Regions from separate parts of the Sus scrofa genome. Here region 2 is linked to region 1. Evidence: chromatin contacts called from public promoter capture Hi-C data. All regions are on one chromosome and are shown on one strand. The core of a region is the stretch at or near the end of the contact, and the rest is flanking DNA. Distances in the headings are between cores, read along the strand shown. Region 1 holds the start of NFX1 (transcriptional repressor NF-X1). Region 2 holds the start of SMU1 (DNA replication regulator and spliceosomal factor).

Region 1 (5,613 bases), core at 1,758-4,257:
GGTTCTGTTTAATTGAGTTCAGTGTAATTAACTGAGTTTAGACTCAGTAATCAGAGAAACTCAAATTAACAAAACAATGAGATATCACATCACATCTTTGGTTTGGAAAAAAAACTGGAAGCTGGATAATGATTATATCTCAAAAATACCTTAGATCTGTCCTCTTCTCTCCATCATATTTGCTGCACCACAAGAGAACTACCCCCCACTTCTATTTTTGTTCCCCAACAATTCACTCTTCCCCTGAGAGCATGAGAAATCTTTAAGGGTAAATCAGATACTAAAGCTGGGTGTCTCTAAAACTGAGTTCCCTTACCGAGTTTATAATTAATCTATCCAAAACTTTATTCCCTTTCTTGTGTCCCCTCTGACTTCAAACCTGTGCTATCTGAACACTAATCAACCAGAGTCAGATGACCAAAACTGCTGTTGTCAGTAACATTATTAATGTACTAAAATTGCTATTATTAGATAGCATCATTAACATACAAACTCAGGACAAGATGAGTTCCCCAGCCATGAACCACCTGGTCAAAGACTTTTAAACCAGAGACAGCCTAACTCCTGAAACTACGATTAAGAAACCACACGAGGAGTTCCCATCGTGGCTCAGTGGTTAACGAATCCGACCAGGAACCATGAGGTTGTGGGTTCGATCCCTGGCCTTGCTCAGTGGGTTAAGGTTCTGGAGTGGCTGTGGTATAGGCTGGCAGCTATAGCTCCAATTAGACCCCTAGCCTGGGAACCTCCCTATGCCAATGCCACGGGTGCAGTCCTAGAAAAGACAGAAAAAAAAAAAAAAAGACAGAAAGAAATACCACATGGAGGTCCTGCTACGGCACAGTGGGTTAAGAATCCAACTGCAGTGGCTTGGGTTGATGCAGAGGTGCAAGTTAGATCACCAGCCCGGTGCAGTGGGTTAAAGTATCCAACATCGGTCACGCTGTAGCTCGGATTCAATCCTAGCCTGGGAGCTTCTTTATGCCTCAGGTATGGCCATAAAAAAAAAAAAAAAAAAAAAAAAAAAAAAAAGCCACAGAAATGTAACAAGACGATTTTTAAGCCCAGCCTCTTCCATCTTCTGCTTAAAAAGACAAAAAACAAAACAAAAAACCAAAAAATCCTGACTCAAAGACCAAGTTGGAGTGGATCAGAGGCTTGTCTCTCATTCCCTTGTTTGGCACTCTGCAATAAGAATTGATTGTACTTTTCTTCACCACAACCTGGCATCCATAGATTGGCTTTTCTTTGCATCTTTGCATCAGACAAGCAGCAGACTGTGTTCAGTTAGGTAACAATATCACTTCCTTCAAACTTTTTTAAAAATTTTATTTTATTTATTTTTTGGCTGCGCCTTTGGCATGAGGAATTCCTGGACCAGGGATCAAACTCGCGCCATAGTTGTAAGCTGTGGCAATAGGAGCTTCCTGCTTAGAACCTTTTACTAACTTCTTTTTTTTTTTTTTTTAAGTTAGTTTATTTTATTTTATTTTTATTATTATTTTTTTTTGTCTTTTTTGTTGTTGTTGTTGCTATTTCTTGGGCCGCTCCCTCGGCATATGGAGGTTCCCAGGCTAGGGGTTGAATCGGAGCTGTAGCCACCGGCCTACGCCAGAGCCACAGCAACGCGGGATCCGAGCCGCGTCTGCAACCTACACCACAGCTAACGGCAACGCCGGATCGTTAACCCACTGAGCAAGGGCAGGGACCGAACCCACAACCTCATGGTTCCTAGTCGGATTCGTTAACCACTGCGCCACGACGGGAACTCCCTTTTACTAACTTCTTAATGCTCTTGGAATAAGATCTATTATCACATCCTGCAGGTGATGCACGTGATCTTCTTTACCTACTTCTCCAATTTCATACTGTGCCAAGCTCCTGACTCACTGTTCACCAGCAAATATTTCCATAACTTGAACTTAAGCTATTTCCTTCTTCCTTAACATTTGCACATACTATTATCTCTAACTCTTCACGTAGCTTACCCATCTCATCTGTCCAATTCAAAGAAAGCTGGCCACATTTTCTGGAGCAGATCCTATAAAGTCTATATCACTGTTTATTTCTTTCACAATGCAAATTATTCATTTGTAAATATAAATTACTCAGTTTTAACTTTTCCCCCCTAGACAGTTCACTTCATGAGGGCAGGAAGCATATTTCTTTTTCACCATTAACCTCCTCCAGCACTTAAAAAGACAAAATATGCATTATAACGGAAGTTAATGAAGACTTGTGTTTTTGGGGAAACCTGCACCACTGAATTACTTTACAAATGCAGATGCTTCACACTTAAATCTTGTGTTCTTCTTGGTAATGCAACAGCAAAACACACAAACAAAAGAACTCCACACATTCACCTAACAGTTTGTACTTTAAAAATTATCAGTGTCTCCAAACCTTTCCCCTAACGTTCAGTGTCAATCTATATTTGTCACCGTGCCCGCTCAAGCCCTTTGTCATATCTAATAAACGACCTTTCGTTTTCTAAACTGATTTGTAAGAGCCGATATGTGTATCATCTTTTTATCGTCTTTTTGCAGATTATTTTTTCCCAGGCTGCTTTTTAAAATTTTATCATTTAACCAATATTTTATTAGTCTAGCGACCTTCTATCCTGAGTTCATGGAATTTAAATTTACAACACTTAAAGAACAAAAACTAGTTATCCCACTTTCATAATAATTCCTGTAGAATTAATTTTTCCCTCAATTTGTTACACAACTTTCAGAGCAAGTTAGATTCCAGGCTGCCTTTCCACTACTTGTTTTTATTTTAACCCTAAGTCAGAATTACTCTAGTAAGGCGGTGATGTCTGAGCTGACTCCGGAAAACCAGGTGAAGCCGGTTGGGTGGCGGAATAAAAGCGCACGGTAGCAGGAGAGCACAGCGAATCTCAAAAGGAAAACGATAGATTACGCAAGCCCCAGCACGCCTACCCTCCCGGGACCTAGTCACCCACAGCCACTAGTTTCTTCCTTCAGCCTTACGCCTGGTGCGTCTATCTGACGTCATGACGCACCACACAGTCTCCACAGGCCGCGCAAGCTCTGTGGCCGTCCACCGGGCGCGCGGATGCGAATATTCTCCCGGCGCCGGAAGTCCAGGGCACGTGACCGGGTGACAGCGCTTGCTGGGCTGCAGGGCTCGCCTCAGGTGTTGCGGCACGGGATGGCGGAGGCGCCTCCTGTCTCAGGTACTGTCCTGGCCCTCACGGGACTGGGCCCTTCGCGAGTAGCGGAAATTGGGTCAGTGACGAGTCCTAAGGCACTGGCCATTCGTATCGCGAGAGTGGCGCGTCCTAGGGTTGGGATAGTGGCTCGGAAGGGCCAAGCCACGCGCGTCTTGCATACAGATCTCTTAACCATCTTCCACCGTGTGGAGAAGCTCGGCAGCTGGTTTTCCTCAGAGAGCGGGGTTGTCCCAGGGCGTTGATGTGGGTATCCCGCTCTCTTCAGGGCTCATCTCGGCCTTCCTGGGGCAGCGGCCGCACGGATATCCGACAGGCGGGCGTCAGTCGGGTCACCGCCCTTGACGGTGGCGGGCTCTTGACGCGAGGCAGGTTTGCGCGCTGTACTTCAGGAGTACTCGTGTGTCCTGGGGCAGCACTGCGAGCGCGAGCGAAAGACCTGTGGTTTCCATTCTCACCCTGCCGCAGCTCACAGTGTGACTGGGTGTTTTCCTCATCTTTGAGTTAGGAGTAAATAAATCAACTGTTGCGAAGGTTCCCGCCGATACTGTAACCTGTTACTTCCTCTACTGGAATTGTCTCTGTGTGTGCAGGCAGCCGAATTTGTTATTAATATAACGGCTGTTAATGTAACACCCATTTCCACTTCCTTCAAGGTACGTTAGATCTTTGTTTTCCAAACTCTTTGGACAGTGACCGAAAAGGAGCGTTTTCCATCTTGACCTCAGTGCACACAGAACTAAATATGAAAGCGAACCGAAAGTTTCAGGAAGCAATAGTTTTCCTTACTATCTCTAATGCACTCTAATACATATTTCGTTTGAAAAAAATACTTGTCACAATCCACTATGTGATTTGATTTCCTGACCCACTGTTTCTGAGAAAGGGGGCAGCAATTTGCAACACGAGGTTTGTGAACAGTCATTAATTTAAGACTTAGTTCTGCTACCTACCAGCTGTTGGGGCACCAAAAAGAGTATATATGTATTTGTGTACTTGGTGGCAGGTAAAATGTATTTATTACTATGGGTCTTGGTCAAAAAAGTTGGATAACACACTGCATCTATGTACCCCTGTCCTGATACAGGTATTAAGTCATCTTGGAGGGGGTTCCTTTTTAGGCTGGTGTTTTGTTATTCTCCCACCCATTTTTTTCCTAGATCCTCTAAATTGGATTCATTAGTCTTCCTAACCTTAGACTCACTTCTGGCCCATTTCTACATCCTTCAGTGTTTGAAGCAGAATTGAGTGGGGCTAGTAGTGAGTCATAGTTTTGATATTTGGTGTTGTGTTCTAGGTTACAACCTCTGCCCCCATCTACTGAGGCAAAGTCCACTAGTCCAAAGACCTCCCCACTCTGTCTCCTGTGCCTTAGTTTGCTTTTGCCATGGTTCCAATTCCATATTATTTCAGCATCATCTCTAGCCCACACGTCCATCCCACTTAAGGTTTAGTTCTCTTACCTTTTGCAAGAGAACAGCAGCCCAGTCCAGGGGATATCTTTCTGCCCAGGGGCAGACTCTCCAGCACCAGCTTTGCCTCCGGACTCTCTAATCTACAGTTGTATTTCCCCTTACTCTGTTCCACCCACCTATTGGTCACCTACCATGGTGTTATGGATCTCGGGTACCTCTTGGCACTATGGCCAAGCCTTGGGGATGAGACATCCTATTTGTTGTGTAACTTCCAGCTACTTAAAGTATTGAAAAAATAAAGGTGTCTTTGATCTCTGTGTCCACTTTCCTTGTATGCCCTTTTCCCCTTCTTCATGTCCCTTAAGGGTCTTTCTGAGGGCTTTGCCTACTACCCCATGCCTGGTGGAACATACACTGTGTGTGAATAGATGGCTGCCCTGTGTAGATTCTCTAGCTGCATCAACTCCTTGCTGCTTAACATGAGAATGCCCTCTTCTCATCCTTTACCAGGCTATTCTGGACAACTTTACTGATGTTTTCTCTGCCCCTCTTACCACCGTCTTCAAGTAGGGCAGGACTACGCAACACCCACTTCGTCTAAGCTTTCCCATTCTCCCTTTAAGTTATCTCTTATGTTTCTGGCACACCTTCTGAATTCGTCTGATCCTCTTGCCATTTTGTCAGGTCCTCCACATCATCCCCAGAATTCTGAAAGTTTTCAAGACAAATCATGGATTGAATGAGAGGTTACCCTGTGACCTTTATGGTCTCGCCTTTGTGAAAGTTTTCAAGACAAATCATGGATTGAATGAGAGGTTACCCTGTGACCTTTATGGTCTCGATCAGTTCTTAAATACACGTTTCTATGGTACCTGCTACCCAACCTCTGGCAATGGACCGTGGTGTAAGAGTGTCATCTCCAGGGCCATATAGCCTGGGGTGGAATCCTGAATCTACTTTGGAATACTCCTGTGGCCTTGGTCAAGCTGCTTACCCTCTCCTGGT
Region 2 (5,408 bases), core at 1,251-3,750, 200 kb before region 1:
TGGCTGTGGCTGTGGTGTAGGCTGGTGGCTACAGCTCCAATTTGACCCTAGCATGGGAACTTCCATATGCCTCAGGTTCCACCCTAAAAAGGAAAAAAAAAAAAAAAAAGAATCCAACTGCAGCAGCTCAGGTTGTTTCAGCAGCACTGGCCTGGTGCAGTGGGTTAAAGGATCCAGCGTTGCCACAGCTGCAGCTCGGATTCAATCCCCGGCCCAGGAATGTCCATATGTCACAGGTACTGCCTTTAAAAAAACAAACAAACAAACAAACCCAGAGTTCCCGTCATGGCACAGTGGAAACGAATCCGGGAGGTTGCAGGTTCGATCCCTGGCCTTGCTCAGTGGGTTAATGATCCGGCGTTGCCGTGAGCTGTGGTGTAGATCGCAGATGCAGCTCGGATCTGGTGTTGCTGTGGCTGTGGTATAGGCTGGCAGCTGTAGCTCCAATTAGACCCCTAGCCTGGGAACCTCCAAATGCTGCTGCTGTTGGGGCCCTAAAAGCACAAAAGGCAAAAAACAAAACAAAAACCTATAAAGATGGCATTACTCTTATGTCCATTTTACGTGAGGATGTGACCAAGTAACAGAGGTAAATGGAAAAAAAAAAAGATTCAAACTGGCAGTGTGGCAGGTAGCATCATCCCAGACAGGAAAGCAAACACCTTTTTTTTTTTTTTTTTTATCATTTTTGGCGGCCCTGAGCCATATGGAGTTTGTAGATCAGGGATCAGATCGGAGCTGCAGCTGTGACCTATGGCAATGGGATCCTTTAACCCACTGTGATGGAGACTGAACCTGTGTCCTGGTGCTGCAGAGACAATGTCAATCCTGTTGTACCACAGCGGGAACTCCCCAAATACCCTCTTAAAAACAGTTCCTGCAGGAGTTCCCTGATGGCCTAAGGATTTGGGGTTGCCACTGCTGTGGCTCGGGTTCAATCCCTGGCTTCCATAGGACACTTCCACTTACACTCCTAATATGAGACTCCATCCTTGCAAAGAACTCAAATTTGATATAACCAAAATCAAATTCACTTCCTTCAAACACAATGTAATACACAAAGAGCTAAAAGCTTTGGAGATAGGCTGGGATTTCAATCAGAGTTCTTTCACTAACTGTGACTTGCAGACAAGTCAATTAACATCTCTTTGCCTGTTTCCTCATCTGTTAAGAAAAATACCTACCCTGTAGGATTGATCAAAGGGATTGACTACAACACATAGTGTAACTAGCATAGAGAATACTTAGTAAATAGCAGCAATTACTGATCACAAAAACATGCTGCAGCCAAGGCTGGGAGGATGGTCAGTGCCCGATTTTATTCAGGCCCCAAAGGGTGGATTCCTTTCCAACTCCTGCCATAACTGTCTTCACTGTCCATCTTTGCTTTATTTTTCTCCACAACACTTACAGCCATCTGCTAAGCTATCTTACTTACTGATTTTGTCTGCTGTCTGCCTTCCCCATCACAATGTACTTTCCCTAAGAGCAAGGGTTATTGTCTGTTTCGTTCACTACTACAGTCCCAGGGGCTAGAACAAATATACACAGTAGATCTCAGTATTTGCTAAATGAATAAACCTCCCTTCCTCCTATGGCAGATCTTCAGGACAAGTCCTCTCCTTTACACTCAGGACACAAATGTTGTCTGCTGACTTAACTACTAAGCGTTGGCAAGAACAAGGTGGAGGATGGAGTCCTGGAGAAGTTTACTGAAGACTTTCTTCAATCATTCGTTAGTCCCCCTCTCTCCCAAATTTATCATTCTCCTTGCCCAATCTCCAAATTCTGTCCCTCCTTTGTGACTACAGAGCTCACACGCTAAATAAAATTCAGCGCCAGACAGAACCTGATAAAATAGTCGTTCATTCATTCTAAAAGCAATTATTGAGCCTTTACGATGGGCTGGGAATTGGGACTATAATGCAAACGAGTCCCTAGGAGCTATACAGGTTAGTAGGATGGGCAGAAAAACGGTGACGATACCAAAAGCTGTGCAGAAGAAAGCAAAGGACGGTGCACGCACAGGGAGGAAACCACCACGGTGTTCGATGGGGACGGGAAGAGATGGATGGCGTCGAGCCCAGCCCCCTTGTGCTGATAGACCGGAATCCAAATAGGATGGCTAATTTGCTCAGTTACAAGGTACAGCAGAAGTTGGCGAGGGCTAGAATTCAGGTTTTCCAGGAGTCTCCTTCCCCCAGCCCCGCGCCACCTTCCACAGGGCTTTGGGCTTCTCATCTGCTACCTCTCTGTAGGTCCACCTCCAAGGTAGCCAGATCCCAAAAGCTTCTTTATAGGAAAGGAAATGCCCCTCCGCTCCCCAGCCTCTCGGACGCCTCCCCCGAGCAGCTTCCACCACCTCCCACTCCCACCCCCGCAACCCTCTGCCTCCCGGCCCCGGCCACTTCGGTAACATTCCCACTGCAGGACTCACTCCGAGGACTCGATTTCGATCGACATGGCTCTAGCTTCCTGAGCGCAGGCCTCACTCCACTCTAAGGCCCAGCCGCGCAACGCACCAACGACACCTCCGGCGGCCCCTATACGTCACTTCCGCTCGACGTCAGACGCAGGCTCTGGGCGCGGTCTGTACGGAAGAGGGGCGTGGAGTACGTGAGGGGCGGAGCTTCAACTCTTCTGTCGAGAGTTGGAACATAGGCACCGGCTCCTATAGAATCCTTTCTTTTTCTTGGAGGGGAAGTTATCCTTAAAGGACTGGTTTTAAAATTTTTCTTTTTTGGTTTACTTTTTAATTAGTTGACTAGATTTAAAGGTATAGTTGGATTGGGAGTTCCCGCTGTGGCGCAGTGGGTTGAGAACCTGACTGCTGCAGTTCAGGTTGCTGAGGAGGCATGGGTTCAAAACTAGCGCAGAGCATAGGTTACAGCTGCGGCTCGGAATCAGTCCCTGGTTCTGGAACTTCCATACGCCATGAATGTAGCCAATAAAAAAAGAGTTGGATTTACAATACATCTCTGGGAGATTAAGACATTGGAAACCAGTGGCCCAGTTAGCAACATTTGTAGAAGAGTTCATTAAGTTTAAGTGAATAAATGAAAGATTTTAAAGCCAAAACACATTTAAATTAATCTGATTAAGTTTGGGCCTTAGGGATTTGCATATTCACTTCTTCGAAAGAGCTAGATTACTTGTAGCATTTCCAACTAAGTATTTACTTGAAAATGGTTTCACAACAGTGATGCAATTACAAGAAAAACGACGAAGGCAAATACAAATATGTAAAAGGAGATTTGCGACTTCTTTTAATAGACTTTAAGCCATACGTAATTAAATTAGCAGAGACAAGTGAAAAGTAGAGATATTAATGAATTTCATGTAGGTTATTTTTTTAAATATTTTTTTGCCATCCTTTGTAATTTTTAAAAAAATATTTGCAGCACAATGGTAAGAAATCTGTGTTGTAAAATTTGTATTTTTAAGCCATTCCCACAGCATGTGAAATTCTCAGGGCCAGGAACTGAACCCCAGGGGGATCTGTAACAGCAGTGACAACACCAGATCCTTAACCCACTGAGCCACCAGGGAACTCCTGACTTTTAATCTCTGATTGACAGCCAATGCTCAGCATCACAAACTATCCTCATCCATGTTTCCTCTGTAACAGCAGATTTGACTATGACATTTGTTACTTTATATAATCAAACTGCACTCTTTACCTAGTTAGGAAGTTTCTTCCCCCACTAAACTAGTTGCTTATGTAAATCTTCTGTATCCCAACTATATAACCCATCAATTTCCATATCATTCCCATACCCAAAGCATAAGCTTTATTACCTTGCTGATCCCTTATTAGCAATTTGATAAACTGTGACAATTGCTAAATATCAACTTGTCTAGGATATTTCATTTTTTGGTTTATTTTGTTTTTGTCTTTTTGGGGTGGGGGGGGCTGCAGCCACAGCATATGGAGAGTCCCAGACTAGGGGTTGAATCAGAGCTGTAGCTGCCGGCCTATGCCACAGCAACACTAGCTCCTTAACCCACTGAGCAAGGCCAGGGATTGAACCTGCATCCTCATGGATGCTAGTCAGATTCATTTCTGCTGCACCACAATGGGAACTCCTAGAATATTTCATTTTTATCACTAGACAAATGAGGTCTCTCACATCTCTCCACCTGTACATGGATAAAGAACCTCAAACAGGCACACAACACAGACAATTTCTAACCTCTAAAAGGAAGATGAATACACTGCACACTCAAGAGCTGGGTCACAGCCTCCTAGACCTAATTTCTGGTTAATAAACAGCCTAGAGTGACCCCAAGGGAAATCCAGTCTCCTGATCACGTCCCCTTTCCAGAAAGCTGGCCCTTCCCAGAAGTGCATGTCTCTGCAATTCGTCTCCTTAATCCAGCAGAGGGCAGGCCAACCACAGGAAAGCTGCCATTGTAAACTAGGCTAACAGGTGTCCAGATAGTTTAAAAAGGAGAGGTGTATGGGAGAGAGATCCCCAATAAGATGGGCAAAGGAAGTAGAAGGCAAGGTCAATATTTAGGTGCTAAAATTGGGCAACTGTTTGTCCCTTTCTCTTAGGTTAGACCCATTTTATCGAACATGATAACAAGGCAAAGTCTAGAGAAAAATTATCGCATAATTCTACCTGCTCATGGCAAGACATGACTCAGAGTTCTTCTAACTCAACCTCCACTTTTTTTTAATTTTTTATTTTTTTAATTTATTTTTTCCCACTGTACAGCAAGGGGATCAAGTTATCCTTACATGTATATATTTCTTTCCCCACCCTTTGTTCTGTTGCAGTATGAGTATCTAAACATAGTTCTCAATGCTACTCAGCAGGATCTCCTTGTAAATCTATTCTAAGTTGTATCTGATAACCCCAAGCTCCAGATCCTTCCCATTCCCTCCCTCTCCCGTCAGGCAGTCACAAGTCTATTTTCCAAGTCCATGATTTTCTTTTCTGTGGAGATGTTCATTTGTGCTGGATATTAGATTCTAGTTATAAGTGATATCATAAGGTATTTGTCTTTATCTTTCTGACTCATTTCACTCAGTATGAGAGTCACTAGTTCCATCCATGTTGCTGCAAATGGCATTATGTCATTCTTTTTTATGGCTGAGTAGTATTCCATTGTGTATATATACCACATCTTCCTAATCCAATAATCTGTGGGTGGACATTTGGGTTGTTTCCATGTCCTGGCTATTGTGAATAGTGCTGCAATGAACATGCAGGTGCATGTGTCTCTTTTAAGTAGAGTTTTGTCCGGATATATGCCCAAGAGTGGGATTGCTCAACCTCCACTTTTTTAACTCCTACTTCCTACTCCAGAGCAGGGCCTTCATGCAGAGGGCCTTCATCTTTTTTGTATACCCATCTGAATGAAAGCCATCTTTTCCAACTTTGAACAAAATATGCTTTCTT

The links. Promoter capture Hi-C pulls out the DNA fragments that hold promoters and counts their contacts.
Region 2: a contact with region 1 is called in a promoter capture Hi-C map of fetal skeletal muscle, with 4 times the contacts expected there. The contact joins the promoter of SMU1 here to the promoter of NFX1 in region 1. A contact is called at or near these places in 3 of 5 promoter capture datasets (fetal liver, fetal skeletal muscle and liver), 3 of 47 Hi-C or Micro-C datasets (blood, heart right ventricle and skeletal muscle) and 2 of 2 datasets of contacts at active chromatin or transcription factors (alveolar macrophages and skeletal muscle).

Annotation. Positions count from the first base shown.
Region 1 is chr10:33,198,213-33,203,825 of Sscrofa11.1, reverse strand. It overlaps NFX1 (transcriptional repressor NF-X1), which reads left to right and starts at 3,007. Exons shown (of 25, transcript XM_021064702.1): 1 at 3,007-3,199. The coding sequence starts at 3,079.
Region 2 is chr10:33,396,475-33,401,882 of Sscrofa11.1, reverse strand. SMU1 (DNA replication regulator and spliceosomal factor) reads right to left here and starts at 2,500. Exons shown (of 12, transcript NM_001243898.1): 1 at 2,438-2,500. The coding sequence starts at 2,463.